Linked DNA regions of Sus scrofa: region 1 is linked to region 2. Evidence: chromatin contacts called from public Hi-C data. All regions are on one chromosome and are shown on one strand. Each heading gives the region's core, a stretch centred on a gene start, on an enhancer-like site or on the middle of the called end of the contact. The rest is flanking DNA. Distances are from core to core; before and after follow the strand shown. Region 1 has its middle 220 kb from the start of ONECUT1. Region 2 has its middle 370 kb from the start of ONECUT1.

Evidence for each region. Hi-C and Micro-C count contacts between places; a contact is called where the count stands out from the background.
Region 1: a Hi-C map of liver shows a contact between it and region 2, with 4 times the contacts expected there. The contact joins two enhancer-like sites. A contact is called at or near these places in 3 of 47 Hi-C or Micro-C datasets (epiblast stem cells and liver).

Annotation. Positions count from the first base shown.
Region 1 is chr1:118,690,698-118,694,530 of Sscrofa11.1, forward strand. No RefSeq gene overlaps it. Among named protein-coding and RNA genes, the nearest start is that of ONECUT1, 220 kb to the right of the region's middle. Within about 2 kb of position 2,539, at least 2 of the 83 cell types and tissues checked have an H3K27ac peak or open chromatin away from gene starts, as enhancers often do. A contact at or near this core is called in liver, where this site is marked.
Region 2 is chr1:118,539,529-118,543,676 of Sscrofa11.1, forward strand. No RefSeq gene overlaps it. Among named protein-coding and RNA genes, the nearest start is that of ONECUT1, 370 kb to the right of the region's middle. Within about 2 kb of position 2,158, at least 4 of the 83 cell types and tissues checked have an H3K27ac peak or open chromatin away from gene starts, as enhancers often do. A contact at or near this core is called in liver, where this site is marked.

The sequences.
Region 1 (3,833 bases), core at 1,289-3,788, 150 kb after region 2:
ATCCCCATGACAGACGAGCACCTTATAATTCTAAAAACAAGAGTTCCTCCTCACCCTTGGCTTTTAAATAAGCAATATTCATTTGCTTTGAATCATTTATAATTCAATTCTGAGTCATTCTGATTGTATTGGTTTCTCTTCTAGAAAAGTAATTTTTTCCAGCACACTCTTCCTTACTGGAATTTCTTGAATGAGCTTTCTGAAGTCATGAAATCTGTGGGGTCCTTAAGCTTTTTTTTAATCGGCAGAGCAAGGTTAAGAAAGTGTCTATAAAGTAAATCCCTTTATTCAAGGGAGAGACAGAAAGTGAAAAATTCTTATGAATACCACACATGTACCAGGTATAAGCAGCAACAATAGAAATCATTGGAACAACAGCCAGTGTGTCTTAAAAGCAGAGCACATGGCTATGCTTAGCAATAATTACTTTTAAGACATCTCAGACGGGATCTACAAATCACACCTCCAGATCTCACAGTTCTTCACTGCCTTTGGAGTTTTCAGTGAAAGGAATCATTTATCTCATGATAGTAATTAGATGGAAAGATGACTATGGCATCTTATAAGTAAAATATTGCATTGATCTGGACACTGGATACCCAGGTCGCATTTATTCACAAATGCATTTTCTCAAAAAACAATCATTTGTTTTCTTTGAAATAAACAAATTGTTCCTACAAGAGAAAAATTTCCCAAATGGACACACTGGAGGGTAAAGCTGCCTTAAACACCTGCCGTCCAGCCTGAGTGTTCTAGAAATTTCTGAACATGTATTGAGTGATTTCAGATTCCAGCAGCCCCATTTTAATCCTCCTCTCCTCAAAACCTTTTCATTTCACTTAGAGCTATCAATTGTCCATGAGTCCTAACTTGACCAATATAATAAGCCAGTTTCCTATGTTTCCATCCGCTTATTTCATCATATTCATGAGTTACAAATTTTTAAGTGTTTTTAAATTACCTGTTTTTAAATCTTTTTTAATTTAATTGAACTTAAGACTCCAGTGATAAAGGAAAGACAATTAAAAGCAAATCAAAAATGCAAATTAAAACATTACCATTTTTTACCTATCAAAGAGCAAAAAATTAATATTTCATAAAATTGGTGAAATATAGCACATAAATACCATGTAAGCAGTATAAAATGGTAAAATCATTTTAAAAAATAATTCAATGGCATATATCAATAGCCTTTTGAATGAATATATCCTTTTGATCTAATCTAAAGAAATAACTTTAAATAATAAAAATATTTATGCTTGAAAAGGTTCACAGCAGTGGTACATGAAAATAGCATAAAAAAGGAAACAATCTAAATTTCAAAAATATGGAATGATTAAGTTGTGGAATGATCACTCAATTAATGAACCATTATAAAGTGTGAATGGCTACAAAGAATTATAACAAAGAGAAATCCCTCTACTTTAATAAGTGGAGAGGACTACCAATAATATAACTACATGAATGGAAATGGATACAGAGAAAATACACTGAAAAGAAATAACCCAAATGCCAGAAATAATGTTAGATTGGAATCAGATGATAAATAATTATTTTTTCACTTATCCAAATATTCTTTCAATTTGCACATATAATGTTTCTCATAGAAATAAGCATAAAAACTTGTAAAAAGTGGAATGATAACTTGCCTTTGAAATCATCTGGGATGGTTTTCAAACATGCAATGGAAGTTTTTCTTTTTGGGGTGGGGGGGTGGCCGCACCTTTGGCACATAGAAGTTCCCAGCCTAGGGGTGCAATCAGAGCTGCAGCTGCCAGCCTACACCACAGCCATAGTAATGTAGAATCTGAGCCATGTCTGCAGCCTACACCACAGCTCATGGCAATTCCGGATCCTTAACCCACTGAGCAAGGACAGGGATCAAGCCTACATCCTCATGGATACCAGTCGGATTCATAACCTGCTGTGCCACAAGAGGAACTCCCCAAAATTTTACATTTTTATTTGCCTAATATATGTACCAAAAGCAGGGAACTGGAATGTTGCTTTGGTAAAATGATTTTAAAAGTAGCTGGACTTTTTCCCATAAGTAGTATAAAGTTTTTCAGCAGTGGGCAGCCATAAAACCAACAGTAAGGACTGAGTAGGTATCTTGAGATTGCGTGGTGCAGTAGAAAAAGACTTTTAGTCAAGCATTCTAGATTCTAGATCCAGTGCTGCTATTAACTGAGGAAAAAAAATGAATTTTACACTTCAATTTTTTTCATTCAAACAGATAAGAATTACTTTTAATCCATAAAACTAAAAAGTTATGATGGATGATTGGATAAAATCATTCAAGGACAATGGGCAAAATACCTGACATCACTCAGGTTCAGCTCTCACTTCTCCCTCTAGAATAATAACTATTTTATTTTTTCACTCTTCTTCTGGTTGGACTAGCCACTTTATTAAATAGTCCCTCAGTTTCATCATCTAGAATGGTGCCAGTGTTGATGTCACTCACCCCTGGGGCAAGATGGTTGTCCCGATTTCCACAGCCATATCCAGACGGATGGTGTGCCTGGCTCCTTCAGAGAGAAGTGCTAACCAATGGCACAGGCCCCCAAGGGGGTGTGGCAAGAGGACAGGCTAAGTCAGTCCATTGACCTGACCTGCATATATCTGAAAACTGGACTGCAAAAACAAACGAAAGTGAAGTGTAAGCCCAAATGTCCCAGAAAGAGAACAAAGTCTGAAGCTAAGCATATCTTTAACAAGATTAGGCCAACAGCTGGACACAATTTTCTATCTGGGATTCTCTCATGAGGGAGAATCACCATCATCAGATCCAAGCATGACATGAATATGTTGTCTACAAAAAGTGCCAGAAGTTTTAAGTGAATGTCCTCCTTACCAAGAACAAACACCAATGCTTTTTCCCTGAGCCTCCCTAAGAATCCAGATGGTCAAGTAGCTTGTAAGGGTTACAGACGCAAGTCTTGAACTGATTTCTTTCTTCAACTATCATTGATCAAACTCCACAAAGTGACAAACAAAGAGGATGCAAAGGATACACAATCCTGATCTGTACAAGGTTTGAAGTCCACTGAAAATAACTAAATGTTACACATTTAGCATCTTGTACAAGATCTAGTGCTTTCAATGAAGTGCTGCATTTAAATTTCCAGAAGCCCTACAAGGTCCTGATTGGCATAAGCTGCCAAACTGAGGAAAGGACACAATTAAGACTAAAAAAGCCTCCTCTGTCCATGTCTGGGATAGACAAATATCCAAAGAACAAGAAGAAAATGGGCACAGAATGTGGCAAGTTGAAAGAGTATAAGAATATATCACAGTATACTTTTCTCTTGGGCGAAGGGGAAAAGAAGTGCATCTGCATGTTCCCCACTACAATGTGCCCTGAGGGTCCCATGTAAGAGTGATAAGGAGAAGCAAAGTCCCTTGGGACTCTCATTTTAGAAGGGAGGAGGGGGAGTACTTGCAATTCCTATGAATACTTCTTGTCCAACTCCTCTGCTGCAGGGTTCTAGTACCAACAGTCCCAGCCTTGAGATATAAAGAACCTAGAGTCAGCAGAGCTAGGGAAAATCCTGAAGTTGATCCACCTAGCTGCAGAATTGGTGCTTATTTTTCTTACCGAGTAATCTAGCGTTCACCAGGAAACTATTTTCCCAGGAAGCAGAGAGCCCTCTGCCATCTTCATTTTGCTCAAACCAACTTCCTATCCTACAGCCTCAATCTTGTTATCCCCAAGTAAAAAAATCATATAATGGAGAAAAAATCATATAATGGGGAAAAAAATCATATAATGTTAAAGTTGGAATGGACTTCAGAAATCGTTTTGTCCAGTCTCTCATTTTATAAATAGA
Region 2 (4,148 bases), core at 908-3,407:
ACTGGGTGGTACTCTTCCTTGAGTCTTCTCCAACAGTGCGAATGAAATAGAAATTAATATTACTATCAAGTTGTCATGTATGTAAATCACCTAGCCCAGAGTGCGGTACATCAAAAAAAATCCATTTCATTGGGAGTACCTATCAGGCTCAGCAGAAATAAATCCGACTAGTATTGATGAGGATGCAGGTTCAATCCCTGGCCTCAATCAGTGGGTTAAGGATCTGGCACTGCCGTAAGCTATGGTGGTGTAGGTTGTAGACATGGCTTAGATCCCGAGTTGCTGTGGCTGTGGCAAAGGTCAGCAGCTGTAGCTCTGATTCAGTCCCTAGCCTGGGAACTTCCATAGGCCACAGGTGCTGCCCTAAAAACCAACAACAACAAAAAAATTCACTTTATTAACTATTTTACCAAGTGCTACATGGTTCTGGCACTGGAACTAAGACCCAAAGTCTGATGGGAGAACAAATATGAGAATAAATACAACTTAAGTGATATTAAAAATAACAGATAGCCTGTAAGATTCAGACACCAACCACTTAGCAAAGGCTGGTCATGGCTTTGTGTGCCAGAGATTCCTACCCCTGCTGTGTAAGTCTTAACTGCTAAGTAGCAGGAACTTAAAAAGGCTTATAGGAAGGGTGGTATAGGACAATGGGGAGAAATCTGGTGGTCCAGGATGTAAATGTTTACCAACCAGAACATAAATAGTTCAATATTATAGCAACTGCATAGCCATGCCAATGGCCATCATCTCAGTATCATTTCTGATAAATAACAAAAGTATCATTGCAATGTCAGAGGGTGCTGGGAGTGTTCAGATTACCTGTTTAGAACAGCTTTTAGGAGTTCCTGCTGTGCCGTAACAGTATCAGTGGTGTCTCTGTAGCGCTGTGATGCAGGATCCATCCCCGACTCAGCACAGTGGGTTAAGGATTTGGCATTGCCTCTGTGGCATAAATTGCAAATGGTCCACGAGAGATGGTCAAATATGAAGAAAAAAAAAAGAAGAAGAAAAGATTTTGATCTAAGACCTTGTCAGCCAGACAAGTTCAGAGAAGGTAAGGTTTTCAGGGAAAAGGATAAGTTTGGGCACAACTACAGAGGCATAAGAGACCAAGGAAAAAATTGAGAAAGGGAGATTGACTTTTATTATTATTAATAATAAATGAATAACTATTACCATTATTATCACTAGAAAGACAAATTATCACCCTTAAATAGGTGAGTGGTTGTTTTCCAAAAGTCCAAACTGGTCATATTATTGAGGCATTGGGCATTCCCCCATCTCTGCTCTTACAGTGGCCTGCATCCTCAGCCCCACTACGTACAACCCCTGGGTGAGTTCTCTATTACTCCCATGTGGCAAGGTATACAGGCCCCTCTCCTTCAATAGCTTGCATCAGAGGAGCTTTGACAAACAAAACCAAGTCTTTCTGAGACAGCTTTATAAATCAGAACCTACAGATGAGCTGGCCTCAAAGAAAAATGACTCAGGGGTTGCCAACCTAGAGAAGCTGACCATGATGGAGGACTAATTGTCCATCAGTGATCAGGCAACCAGCCAATGGGGATGAAAGAGAAGATGAGTGCACCACCATTGGGATCAATGTGGCTGCTGATCAATGTGGGCAGAAAGCAATGGCCAGAATGGGGAGCAAGTTGCTCAGTTTGGAAAACTAACCTGCCTTTGAAGAGTGACTAACATCAAATGGAATTCATGCTGCTTATAAAGATGCCACAGAGTTACTCAAATTGACATTTCGCTGGATGCAGCCAGTAGATCTAGACCTGACCCCCAAAACAAACACATTCTGTTCTTCTGACCAATTTGCATCTTTCAAGAATTCTGTAAAGTGTTATATTGACTTGGTTAGCAAAGTTTAAAGTAAAAATATTCAATATTGAGGTCAAAAACAGACTTTATAACTGAACCTAACAGAGAATGTCTCATCAAATCTCTTCCTTTTATAGAGGAAAAAACCTGAAGCTCAGAGAAGTGAAGTGAGTTGCCCAGAATCACAAAGCTCACAGGCAGCAAAGTGAGAAATAACACTGGAACCTTTGGTTTCTAAGTCCAATGACCTTTCTCTCACTCCTAGGCAGCGTCCTTTGATCTTAAACCACAAGTTTAAAGAGGCATTCATACTTTGGCAGGGCAGACAACTTTGCCCAGCAGGAAGAAGTCCAGAGTGGGGCCTTCCCACACAGACAAAGCCAGGGCCAGCAAAATCCCAGAGCACAAGTAGGCACAGGATAAACAACAGACCATGGCCTCACTACAGCCAACTCACACCACTGAAAAGTGAGCATGCTTCATTTTAATTTCAACATCATTCTCCACAGCAGTTTTGTCCTACGTACACAAAGAAAGTCACCCTAAGCTGCTCGATCTGAAACTGCTGTGGCAAGTGCGAGTTCACCCTCAGACAGCAGGCACAGAGAGCGGTCACTTTGTGGGCTGCTGCCCCAGCTTTGTGTTCATATTTGGACAGGAATACATGCAGCTGGTATTTGAGCAGCCACTTCCTCCTGCCGTGTCCTGTGCTGACGCCTAGGGGGCGCTCTCGATGTGCTCCGCAGCCCAGGAGCATCATAACAGCCCAAAGTAACAACCAAAAAGACACAGCAGGGGTTTTTCCCCTTTTTAATTTACTCCGACGTGTTAAGGAACAGTAAAGACACAATTCCAATCTCAAAGAGGGTTTAAAAAACCTGCCTTGCTTACTGAGGCAGTGAAATATTTAAAATATATTTATTAATTGGATTATTTCCTTTCTGCCTCTCCCTTTAATTTTTTTTCCTAATCTGCCCTAAAAGTCAAAGTATGTTTCTATCCATTTTTATGGCATATGGCAAGCTTTAATGATAACAGAGTAAAGTCGTCTCCTGATTAAAATGGCTAGCTGAAACGACCTGCTTTTATTCCTGCTACTACTTGCCCTGTAACATAATGACCAGCTTTAAATCCATCAAAGTGGAGTACACAGTGCGATTGCAAAGGTTCAGACATGGAAATCCAGTAAATTTTATCTGCTATTCGGCCAAAGGATGCTCTCAAGTAGAGCTCCAGCCTGCTGAGTTTAAAAGATCAATTCCTCAATTCCTAATCATTCATCCCAGCCAGGGATCTGCATCTACCTCTTTCTCCAATTCATTCCCAAAATGTTCTCCTGAGGCATGGGCAGAGTATGCACAGGTTTCGAGAAGTTTAAGTGAAGAACTTAGAAATGCTTAGGATTCCTATTACCATGTGTAAGAAGAAAAAAGTCACAAGTTAAAAACAAGGCAAAAGGCAGCCCAAATAATTGAAATTAACAGATATTATTGAGTGACTTCAAAGTAGCTAGGCAGGATTAATAAGTGATCATTATGGCTAATATTAAAATGTATGTGTGTGTACATGTATGTACTCATATACAAATACATTATATCCTTTCACATCCAGAGAGTCAGGTTTTGTTACATGTATGTTTGCATATGTGAACAATTCTAGAGAAGATTATCTTGCACACAAAGCAAACAACCCTGCCCCCATTGTGAAAGAAGCAGATCCCCTGAGATTAGGGAAGAAGGAATTGCTTATGGTCAGCATAGGCCGGGAGAACAATGGAGACCTCCGCTAAAAGCATAGCAGCAGCAGCAGCCGGCTAGGATGGGTGGGGGACTGACCACATGGCCATTGCAAACTAGATGGCATTGTCAGTGTCACCACAAGTGACTAAAAAGGGCTCAAATTTGCAATTGTTATGATTAGCAGGTGGTTTAAGAGATATGAGGCCCACAAAGTGACTCAGACTGTGGGTCGGGGGGTGGACACCAGAATGCATTTTACTTTTTCCTATAGCACAAAATAAAGAGGCTTAGAAGCAGTTTCCTACTTGAATATATGAAAGATTGCAAATTCATATAAGTTAAAATAATGAAGATTATAAAATACAAAGTAGTTTCCAACATAAAGAATAGAAAATGGACAGATCCTTAAAATACTTTTGTTATAGTCTCATACAATCATTGTACATGAATTATGATAAATGCTATCAAATTACAACAGACAGGAAAAATTAATACCTATAATTTTTTAAAAGCCAGCTTAACTAAAGCTGTCCATAAAGTGCCTATCTAAAAGATGTTTTAGACAATTCAACA